Linked DNA regions of Mus musculus: region 1 is linked to region 2. A link is a contact called in public HiChIP or PLAC-seq data. All regions are on one chromosome and are shown on one strand. Each heading gives the region's core, a stretch centred on a gene start, on an enhancer-like site or on the middle of the called end of the contact. The rest is flanking DNA. Distances are from core to core; before and after follow the strand shown.

Region 1 (5,705 bases), core at 552-3,051, 52 kb before region 2:
GACGCTAGCCCACATCCGCTCAGGAATTATCAGAAGCTGTTTTGAGGATGAAATAATAAAAAAATATAATCCCCTCTGGAAAGCAGAAGGTGCTACTAAAAGACACAGCACCATTATAATTCTAAATTCTCTCCAATGATATCACTCCTCAGCAAACTTAATGGACCTCCCCGAAAAGCTGAAGAACATTCTGGAATGTCTTGCTTTACTCCCACTTAACTCAATGATTCTCAAGGTCTGGGGTGACTGAATCTCTGGAAGTTCTGAAGTACCCTCTCAGCCATATCTCTGTGCCAAGAGCAGAAGCAGATTGGAAGGAGGGAGCTGCATCAAGAAAAATGTGCAAAAGTTTACTTTTTCCTCTGTATTACTAGCATGTAATATGTCACTTTTAATCGAATAAATACATATTTCTCATACAAGAAGTATTGGATTTCAATCTTTTTTAAAATGGTGCTGATAAAAATGCTATTAGCACTGACCTGTTTATATTCACTACAGCTACATTCCAGACTTAATTATGTTTGAAAACTCAAGTAGACTTGGCCAAGTGCGTAGGTAGATGAATGTTTTACACACATATTCATATATATGAACTCCCCTTAGTGACCAAAGCAGGGACAGAAAACAGCGACCGCGTGCCTCCCAACTGAGCTCAGGCTTCCCCTCCCTCTCACCTTGTTGGCTGGCAGTTGGTGCTCTTTTTTCTTTCTTTGAGACTGGGTCTCATGTAGCCAAGGCTGATCTCAAATTCCTGACCCTCCACACCTCCCAAGTGTTGGGATTACATACTCAGCTTCTCTCTTGCCTGACTCTCCTGTATTGTTCACATTTTTTTTATACTTGACAGTATTTAACAATGTATGAAGAAGCTATTTTTAAAGAGATAAGTCATTAGATTGGTTATACCTAATTGCTTAATTTTCCAGAAAATGTTTTTTCACTAAAAGTGTTGATGACAAAGAAAACATGGGAGCGGAGAGAATACATGTCTACAAAAGCCAACCAGGACTGATGTTACACACCCACCTCCATAACTCGGCTAACATAGGAAACCACAATCAAACCTTCCAATTTTTACATCTCATTTATCTCCACATGTGAAACAAATTTCCTACTCTTAAAATACAATATATAAAATTCTGTTATCAAATATCTTGAGAGTTTATTAACCACCTCAAATATTGATTATGGGATAAATCCCCAACAAAGTGTTTATCGATTAAATTTTTAGTTTCATATTTGGGAACTCTCAGAGTATATTTTTCCTGCTATAGATCCTGACAACACAAGTGCCAACTTCTCTTATGGATAACACAGTGAAAATGTACCATTATTAGAAAGATGAGCGCTGTCTATTCTTCCCAGGAAGGTGGCATTTTCCTTGACATCTAGTATGTCCTCTGGTGGAAGTTTATAAGACAAGGCAATCTGAGAACCACCCCCAGCCCTCCGTACACCCTGGAAAAGCCCTGCTAAATTAAAACACACTAGCTGGCTTAAATGGCTAGGAAATGCAGAACTGAAGATCTGGAGACTTGAAAGCCTGTATTTTAGGAGGGAAGAGACTCACAATTTCGCATAAAAATCACAGAATTCCTTGTAGACCTTTACGTCACTGTGCCTGCGCTGCAGGTTTGACACAGCCCTCTCGTCTTCATTCCCATTAGCTTCAAGGACGCTGTTAAGGGCTGTTTGGGGGATTTCTTCATTCTCTGGGATAGTGCACGGGCGTGCCCGTCCTGGGAAGGCCATTGTACAAGCTTGAGAGTTCAGAGTCCTGTGATGCCGAGCAGGATACAGAGAAGAGAAACAATATCCAGGCCTCCTGTTTCCCAGCCAGGGTCACTCCCACTGTTCCCACATGCGTCACCCAGCTGCCAGGGTCACTCCTGACTTTTCATGTTAAGAGCTCTGCAGCACAGCAGTCTGGATCTATTATGACTTCTAGAAGCTCCCAAAACCATTTCACGTGTTAGTGACAATTTGTGTCTGAGTGAGTCTCCATTTGGGTATACACAGAAATTTTTGAAAAGCTTGATAAGCTTCAGAAAGGACCTGTGAGCCCCTGAAGGGAAGCTCTATGTAGCCATTTATTATCTTTGTTCTTGATAAAAGTAACAGCATAGTAAAGGCTTCAATGAATGGAGCAGTGTAAACCAGACTAGAGTTTAACTGTAATTCTTCAATTTAATCCCAGCTAATCCTGTAACAGGAGAGTCACGGATTCTTCATGGTATTCCTGCTATATTTAGCTTAAACTACTACTGTCTTGTAATTGTGTTTGTCATGATGATAATAGCAACAGAGAAGCATGAGGCAACACAGGGTGCAGGGTTCTTCTGTGGTTCCATTCTCTAGTCCAACAAGCCATCCTACCCAAAGCAAGCACCTCAAAGAACTGTGAGCAGGCACGGCGCTAAGCACTGCAGGTCATAGTGATAACAGAAGAGCCATATGCCCTTTGAGAGACAAGCAACAGTTGAGACCTGAGTAACCGTGAATAGTGTCTCCTATCATATCACCATATCCTCTATGAAACAGGTGCTATTCACAAGTAAGAAAACCAAGGCCACAAAGAGGCTGAATAATAAGTGACAGGGCTATGCTGTAACTTCTATGAGAGAAAATGGCTGAACAGAATCACTGGGAAATAAAACAGGAACTCAAAACCAGTATATGGCAGGTACAAAATGGGACCAGAAGCAGGAACTGAGATCACACCTCCCTACTTTGAATCCAGAGATATCAAAATGATGAGGAATTCCAAGACTGCAGCCCTGGACCTGCTTGGACCCCAGACTGGTGGATGCCAGAAGAGGGAAAGCCCTAGAGACAGCTTCCCTGTGCAAATATCACCCTTTCCATTCATCTATACTCTCTTGGTTTTGGTTTCTTTTCATTAGGACAAAGTAAAACAGGAAGGACAGAACCAGACAATTCTTCAGCCTCGTGCTGACGGAGCATAAGCCACTCCTTCAGTTTCCTCTCTGAAGAAGGGGAAATAGAGCAGCGAAGTTGGGAGCCTGGCAGTGGCATAGCTGTTCTACTGCCACTGAGTGTGTAGCTACTGTGGCCACCAATCAAGCAGGACATGATCTCTGCCCATAGAAATCTCCTTACTGTACTCCTTAACTAATCTGTTTTTCACCTGTATAACGTGTCATTTGTGGAACCCTACTATATGTGCTGGCCGAAGGTTGGTTTTGTTTAGTCACAGTCACTGAGATCTGTCCAGGTTGCTAGATACGTATATGTAGTTTGATCTTATGTTGCTGCATAATATTCAGCAGTATTAATATATATGTAGTTAAACCATTCACTCACTGAAGATTTAAGTACTTCATAGTTTTAGGCTATTGCCAATGAAAGTTGTTTAGAGGCTTCTGTGTAAATGTAGATTTATCCTTCACTTAAGAGATGCTGAGAGTGAATCTGTTGAGCTATATTCCAATCATACTTTAACTTTGAAAGAGCTGCTAGGAGTGGGGGTGCATGCCAATAATACAAGCACTTGAGAGGCTGAGGCAGACGAATTTAGAATTTAAACCCACCACGGGCTCCACAACGATAAAGGCCAGCCTGAATTATACAGTAAGATTCTGTCTAATATCCACTTATCAGTGAGTACATACCATGTTAGCTCAAATGCTCAGAATACCCACGATACAACCCACAAACCATATGGAGCTTAAGAAGAAGGAAGACCAAAGTGTGGTTACTTCAATCCTATATAGAAGGGGGAACAAAATAATCACAGAAGGTAGAGAGAGGGACCTGGGAGGGGAGAGGAAAAGTAGGGCAGGGCCAGGTATTTGAAGGGGCAGGGGAGAAGTACAGAGGGTCAGGAAATCAAATAGAAATATGTAGCAGTGGGGGGTGGGGAACTGTGGGTAGCCACTAGAAAGTCCCAGCTGCCAGAGAAATGAGAGACTCCCAGGACCCTAGAGGGATGACTTTAGCCAAAATAAGAAACAAAGGGAAGATAGAACCTGTGGAGACCAACTCCAGTAGATAGGCACGGCCCCCAGTTGAGGGATGGGGCCACCCACCCATCTCAAAATTGTTAACCCAGAAATATTTCTTTCCAAAGGAAAGACAGGGACAAAAAATGGAACAGGGGTTGAAGGAAAGGCCATCCGGAGACTGCCCCACCTAGGGATCCATCCCATCTGCAGACACCAAACTCCACCACTATTACTGATATCAAGAATGCTTGCTGAGAGGAGCCTGGTATGGCTATTACCTGAGAGTTTCTACCAGCACCTGACCAATACAGATACAGATACTCACAGCTAACCATGTGACTGAGCCCGGGGACCCCAATGGAAGAGCTAGGGGAAGGACTGAAGGAGCTGAAGGGAATTGCAACCCTATAGGAAGAACAATATCAACTATCTGGACCATCCAGAGCTCCCAGGGGCTAAACCACCAACCAAAGAGTGAACATGGAGGGAACCATGGCTCCAGATACATATGTAGCAGAGGATGGCCTTATGTGGCATCAGTGGGAGGGGAGGCCCTTGGTCCTGGAGGCTTGATGCCTCAGCATAGGGGATGCTAGAGCGGTGAGGCAGAAGTGGGTGAGTGGGTGGAGAAGCACCCTCTTAGAGGCAAAGGGGAGGGGGGAGAAGGGGATGGAATAGGGGGGTTGAATGTAAACTAATAAAATGATTAAAAAAAAAATTCTATCTAAAAAAAAAAACCCCCAAAAAACCAAACAAACAAAAAACCAAAGACCAACTTTTATTTGAAAGGTCTTCGGATGTAGCTCAGTGGTAGATTACTTGCCTACCACCAGTAAGGGTGTCTTCCATTGAAAAACAAACAACAAAGATCCTCCACTCAGTGACCTTATATCAGATATCACAAGTTCAAAACCTCCCTCAGAATGTATCTCTTGTGTAAACTTATGACCTATAAAGAAATGTGATGGCCACAAATGGCTGCACCAAGAACCTAAAAGGCCCCCTTCTGACAGTCCAGCCAATAAACAACCTCTCATTCCTCTCCTGTAAATTCTTCTACCAGCCTGCAGAGAGGTAGAGCTAACACATGGCTCTGGGTCTCCAAATTAGTAGCCCATGTAACAAAACATGTCTTTGCAAAAAGTTGATGTGAGAGGACTGGCTTCTAGGCAGGCCAGATAGTGATTGTTCTGGATCACCTGTCATATTTACAGAAAGTGGTGAGAAGATCTTTTATTGTTTTCTCTATTGGCAGCTGAAACTAGGCTAAGGGTGATGCCTGATACTAAGTACTAAGACCTGTATCTTTAAGGTCTATTTCATTTTGTTTTTGGAGACAGTGTTTCATAGGCATCTCAAATTCACTATGAAGTGGAGGCTGGCCTTGGCTCCCAATCTTACTGTTTTATATCCTAAAAGCTGCAATTAAAGGCATGCACAGCTATGCCACATTTAAACAGAGCATTGTTAAATTTTTTTTGGGGGGGGTTGGGGGGACAAGGTCTCATATTGTAACCCAGGCTTGCCTTACACTGGTGTTTCTTTTGCCTCAGCCCAGAAATGCTGGGATTATAGGCATGTGCTAAAACATGTAGTTTTATTGACCCAGTAACTGTTCACATCAATGTGGTACAGTGTGACATTTACACACACACACACACACACACACACACACACACACTTTGGAAAGATCAGACCAGGGTAAACTAGCTTAACACCTTAATCATCTTAATTATA
Region 2 (5,152 bases), core at 733-3,232:
CTTAGTTAGGATCCGAATTAACTCATTTAACAAGATAACAGCTTCTCATTACTAGTCATAGCCAAAACATTCAAACTACAATTTAGCTTTTTAATCAAGGACATCCCCAGTCTGTGTTGAAGGTCCTACTTCCTAATTTGTTTTGTTCTAAAGCAGAAGACATAACTGATGGAGGAGATAAGCTCAGGAAACAGGTGAGGAGGCCGTTGCCTTACGGAGAAGAATTCTCTTTCTGAAGGAGCACTGAAGTTTCAGGGGCTTTCCTGCAATCATGGGTGGAAAATTTCCACACTTAGAAGTTCTTTGTTTTCCCATGGAGTTCCTTTAAGGGCAGAGACTTGCTCTGACTCTTCTTGAGTTTTTCTCTCTCATGTTCTCTCACTGTCTCTTTCTCTCTGTCTATCTGCATCCACCCTCAACCCCTCCACCAGATGGTCTTTTACTTTCCACCCCAATAAATCTCTTGCATGAGTTCTGCTGTGTGGTGGATCTCTGCTGCTTGCCCTGGCCCTAAGTACCCCCTCCCTCTTGTACTTCCAGAGCTAAATCCTAGATTGACTTGAAGAATCCAGAGCAAAGACAGAAAGTGGCAGATTGAACATGACCAGCAGAATAGACTGGGCCATGAGAGGGGAGAGATCGGGGAAGAGCACGAGAGGAAGAAGAGATGGGACCAAAAGAGACCCAAGAAAGCACACGGCTGAAATGGCAGGTTTTTAAAGAATCTGAAACTGGAGGAATAAAGCCCCTGAGCTAGAGAGGTTTAGGGTAGGGGGAGGGAGTGCGGAAGAGCAGAGAGGAGCCACAGGTACAAAGTGAGCTCGGAGGCCAGTGCACACTTCGTTATGCTAATAGGCACTTTAGTTAGCCTTTTATCCTGAATTTCTTTGGGACCTGACAAGAGCCCATTGGTAATGGCTCTGAGGGCTCTCTGACTTCCAGCAATACTTCATAGCAGAACAACTCTAACCCAAATGTTCTTAACTTAAATGTATTCTAACTCAATACTTTGAAACTGAACGAAAGTACTCTTTTAAAAAGTAGCTCTTAAGCCGGACATGGTGGCGCACACCTTTAATCCCAGCACTTGGGAGGCAGAGGCAGGCGGATTTCTGAGTTCGAGGCCAGCCTGGTCTACAAAGTGAGTTCCAGGACAGCCAGGGCTACACAGAGAAACCCTGTCTCGAAAAACCAAAAGGAAAAAAAAATTAAAAAGGAGCTCTTTGTGGAAGACAGCACTGTTTACTTAATAGTTCTAGCCCAAGCCAGAAACATGGGACTCTGTTCAGTGCCTTAATGTTTCTAACTAACCTCCAAAGTGAAGTCTATTATTCCTTTTAAGAGTCTCAGAATCGATGTGCTTTCTTCCCTCCCTACAGAAGGCATTACTGTTGGCATATCATCTCTTGTTTGGATTAATGAAACAGGCTTCCTGGCTTCTGAAGCTCCATCACCCCACCTACTTATGGCTTTCTAAGCCTCCACACACTGACTTCTAGGCTGGGCCTCAAATGTGTCAGGTAACAAATCTTGCTGTCTTGATCACACAACAAACAGCAACTTAGTCAACACAGATACAGAGTCTGATGCCGTCTTCTGGTTACATGACTGCTCATTTTGGTCAGTGAATCTAATTTAACTTACTCAGACTATTTCTCAAACCCTGGATATCTAAGTGGCAAACAAGACTCTGCAGCCAGACCAAATTAACTAAGGCCCTGTAGAAAAATTCCACAAGAACTTCAGAAAGACCAGGAGTTGCCTTGGTTGTTTGCTTTCTTCAAAGTTTTGGAATTCAGCTCTTTCTTCAATTCTGGGAACCATCCCACTATTTTCCACAAAATTCTTCCTTAGTGTTGTTTGCAATAGAGTCCTGTTATCTGTCACAAGGAAACTTAAGTAGCAGTAACACTGTCCTCTGCCCTGCTTCAGCACCCCCACGGCTCCCCCTCCCAGATTCTCAGGCTCCAGGGCAGCACCAAAGCAGCTGTGCTGATCTCCACATCCTGCTTTCTTGTTCCTCTTGGCCTCCTGCCTTCAGCTCTTCCTCCCTAAATGGCCTGTTTGGATAATTTCTACTCACACTGAGGGCTCAGTCTAGATGTTATTTCCTGTGTAGTTTCCCAGAGGGATCTGCCTTATTCCTCAGTAACCTAGCCCCAAGTACAAGTTACTATAAGTAGTAAATGTTACACGTAATATCAATATCTTTACTCATGCCTAGCAGAGACTGGTTCTCCACGAATACATCTCAAAGGAACAAACAAAATTAGAAACTCACATCACTCAAATTAGTATTCACAGTAGTTTAACAAAGTTTTAAAAGTAAATATAGTGGTATGTACCACCATACACATAATTCCAGCATTTAGAAGCAGCAAGGATCAAGTTCAAAGCCAGCCTGGTATAACTAGCAGGTTCCAGGCCAGGCTGTCTCAGACTTCTAAGTAAATAGGGAGCTGGGGAGATGACTTAGGAACACCCAGCTGTACAAGCAGTGGACCTGAGTCTGATCCCTGACATCCACAGAAAAAGGTCAGCATGACAGCCTACGCTTATAATCCCAGCAGTGGGGAGGTACAGGTGGATCCCCAGGACTTGCTGGTTAGTCAGTCTAGACAAATGAGCAAACCACAGGCCCCAAGAAAGGCCTTGTCTCAAGGGATAAAGTATTCCCTACATATACTCGACACTCCCTACACCATATATACACATACATAGAAATAATAAAACAAACTTGGAAGCAAGAGGCTCTAAGCATATGACACTGGCTGTATTTTAACATCAATAATATGCAAAGTCATTGCTCTATGTGTTCACAATTCATAAAAATAATCACCAACCTGTGTACTTAAACTTTGTGCCTTTTTTTACATTGTAACTTATATGCACTGATGAAAAGACTTTGAAGTACATTTAATAAGTGAAAAATTGGTTTACTGATCTTTTAGTTGAAGGTTGTCGTTTCTGATTTTGTGGGGGGGTTAGGTTTTGTTTATATATTTTTATATGTGTTTCTTGTGGTTTTTCCTTTATTTATTTTCATTTATCCTCTAAAGAGAGGGAAAGGTGTGGAGTTGGGCAAGTGAAGAGGTGGGGAAGGTCTGGGAACAGTTGTGGGAGCGTAAACTGTGATCAGAATATAGTGTACAAAAAAATGATTTTCAATTAAAAAGACCCCATATTCCATAACAATCAAGGGATATGTCTACCTAATCTTATACAAGTGTCAGCTGAAGATAGAAGGTAAAGGCATGTTTTAAAACATGAAGAAACAAATTTTTGAACGTAAAGAATGTTAAATAAAAGTTAATTGTGTGTGTGTGTGTGTGTGTGTGTGTGTGTGTGTGTGTGTGTGTGTGTTTTTCCCTGAGACAGGGTTTTTCGGTGTAGCTCTGGCTGCCTTGGAACTCACTCTATAGACAATACTGTCCTTAAACTCACAGAGATCTGCCTGCCTCTGCCTCTCCAGTGCTAGGATTAAAGGCGTGTGTAACCACTGCCTCATTTTAAAAAGTTAATCCTTATTAAGCTCGTTTCATATTTATGAAAATTCCTAACATAATTCAAAACTAATGCTGTAATATAAAATAAAAGCAATAATTTGGGGAAGTTATTAAAACTGATTATGAGACAATTCAAAAAGATTATTTTTAAAATTCTTTATGGAATATAAGTAATTGCCTATTTTGGACAATTAAAATAAATTCAGACTAAGCAACAAATCAAAACAAACTTCTGTAGTTCTCATGTGGTGGTTTGAAGGTGAATGGCCCTCATAGGCTCATATGGTAGACTCTTTGGCTCCTAGGTGGTGAACTGTTTAGGAAGGACTAGTAGGTGTGGCCTTGTTAGAGAAGGTATAGTATTGGGGGTAGGCTTGGAGGTTTCAAAAGTCCATGTCAGGCCTAGTCTCTCTCTCTCTGCCTACGGCTTGTGGATCAGATATAAGCTCTTAGCTAATGCTCCAGCAGCCTGCCTGCCTGCCTACTGCCATTCTTCTTAATGGACTCACCCTCTGAAACTGTAAACAAGCCCCCAATTAAATGCTTTTTAAAGAAGTTTCCTTTATTATGGTATCTCTTCACAGCAAAAGAAAAATAATGAAGACATGGGAAAATGGTTCAGTCAGTAAAGTGTTGATTGTATAAACATGAGAACCTAAGTCTGACACCCCAAACCCACATAAAAAAGAACCAATATGGTGGCACATACTTGCAGGAGGCAGAGTCCTGGGGTTCACTGTCCAGTCAGCAAGCCATAGGCTAATGCGACTCTGACTTACAAAAGAGGGTACAGAATACCTGAAGAACAGATAACAACAGAGGCAAAACACTGTGCTTTATCTCTAGTGGCAGGAAAGTCTCTACAAATAGCGCAGACACACAGAGAAAGGCTACCCTTGAAAGGTACTAAGCAAGAGTGCCACCAGCCCCCTACCCTCTCCAACCTTTTGCACCCCAGTAGCTTAATTGGTAGAACTTGGTAAAACATCTGGCAGTTTGCTTCATTTCAGAATAACAAGGTTTTTATTTTATTTTCAAAACAGGGTCTCAATATGTAGCTCTGGCTATCCTGGAACTCTAAGCCAGGCTGGCCTCTAACTCAGAGAGTCTGCCTCTGCCTCACAAGTGCTGGGATTAAAGATGTGAACCACTATGCCCCACCAGAATAACCAGCTTAAATACTTTGCTCCTCATTACTAAACAGTTTTCTCAGAGGCAGTTTAATGCCACAGAAACACATGAGATTTGAAGTGTTAGGATCCAGGTCTCCTTTTCACCTTACCAGCCACTGGCTAATTTGTAAGGAGATAAGGGTCTTCTGGTTTCAAATGGTTCTTCGAAAAAAAAAGGAAGAGAAAAATAGCTTGCTTTTTCTACAAAAGCTGTGGAGATTAAATAACATGGCACAGGAGAAAAATCTAATGAAAGATATCCAAATATTTGCCAGTGTTCAAGATTCTCTAACTGGAGGCTGAGTGATCTTAGGTTTGCCTATAGTCCAGAGATTGCTGTAATTCTAACAAATTGTACACATTCAATTGAGACTCAGGCCCCACAGCTCCTCCTCATGTGATGACGTGTATCAGAATCCACAGCAGTAGCTGTGGTGTGGACACAAGAGCAGGTCCCCAGAGACTCTGGGAAAG

Evidence for each region. HiChIP or PLAC-seq counts read pairs in DNA pulled down with a chosen protein or histone mark.
Region 1: a contact with region 2 is called in an H3K27ac HiChIP or PLAC-seq map of heart atrium, with 12 read pairs. The contact joins the promoter of Lims1 here to the enhancer-like site in region 2. A contact is called at or near these places in 11 of 39 promoter capture datasets (the 3T3-L1 cell line, the C10 cell line, cranial neural crest and 7 more), 1 of 15 datasets of contacts at CTCF or cohesin (the NIH/3T3 cell line), 25 of 484 Hi-C or Micro-C datasets (B cells, CD4 T cells, CD8 T cells and 16 more), 12 of 115 datasets of contacts at active chromatin or transcription factors (CD8 T cells, the HPC-7 cell line, bone marrow-derived macrophages and 6 more) and 3 of 9 other capture datasets (adipose tissue, liver and pancreatic islet).

The regions. Positions count from the first base shown.
Region 1 is chr10:58,390,469-58,396,173 of GRCm38.p6, reverse strand. It overlaps Lims1 (LIM and senescent cell antigen-like domains 1), which reads right to left and starts at 1,801. Exons shown (of 11, transcript NM_001193303.1): 1 at 1,574-1,801. The coding sequence starts at 1,755.
Region 2 is chr10:58,338,766-58,343,917 of GRCm38.p6, reverse strand. It overlaps a transcript of Lims1 not described here. Among named protein-coding and RNA genes, the nearest start is that of Gm23058, 8.3 kb to the left of the region's middle. Within about 2 kb of position 1,982, at least 107 of the 459 cell types and tissues checked have an H3K27ac peak or open chromatin away from gene starts, as enhancers often do. A contact at or near this core is called in the HPC-7 cell line, adipose tissue, bone marrow-derived macrophages and 5 more, where this site is marked.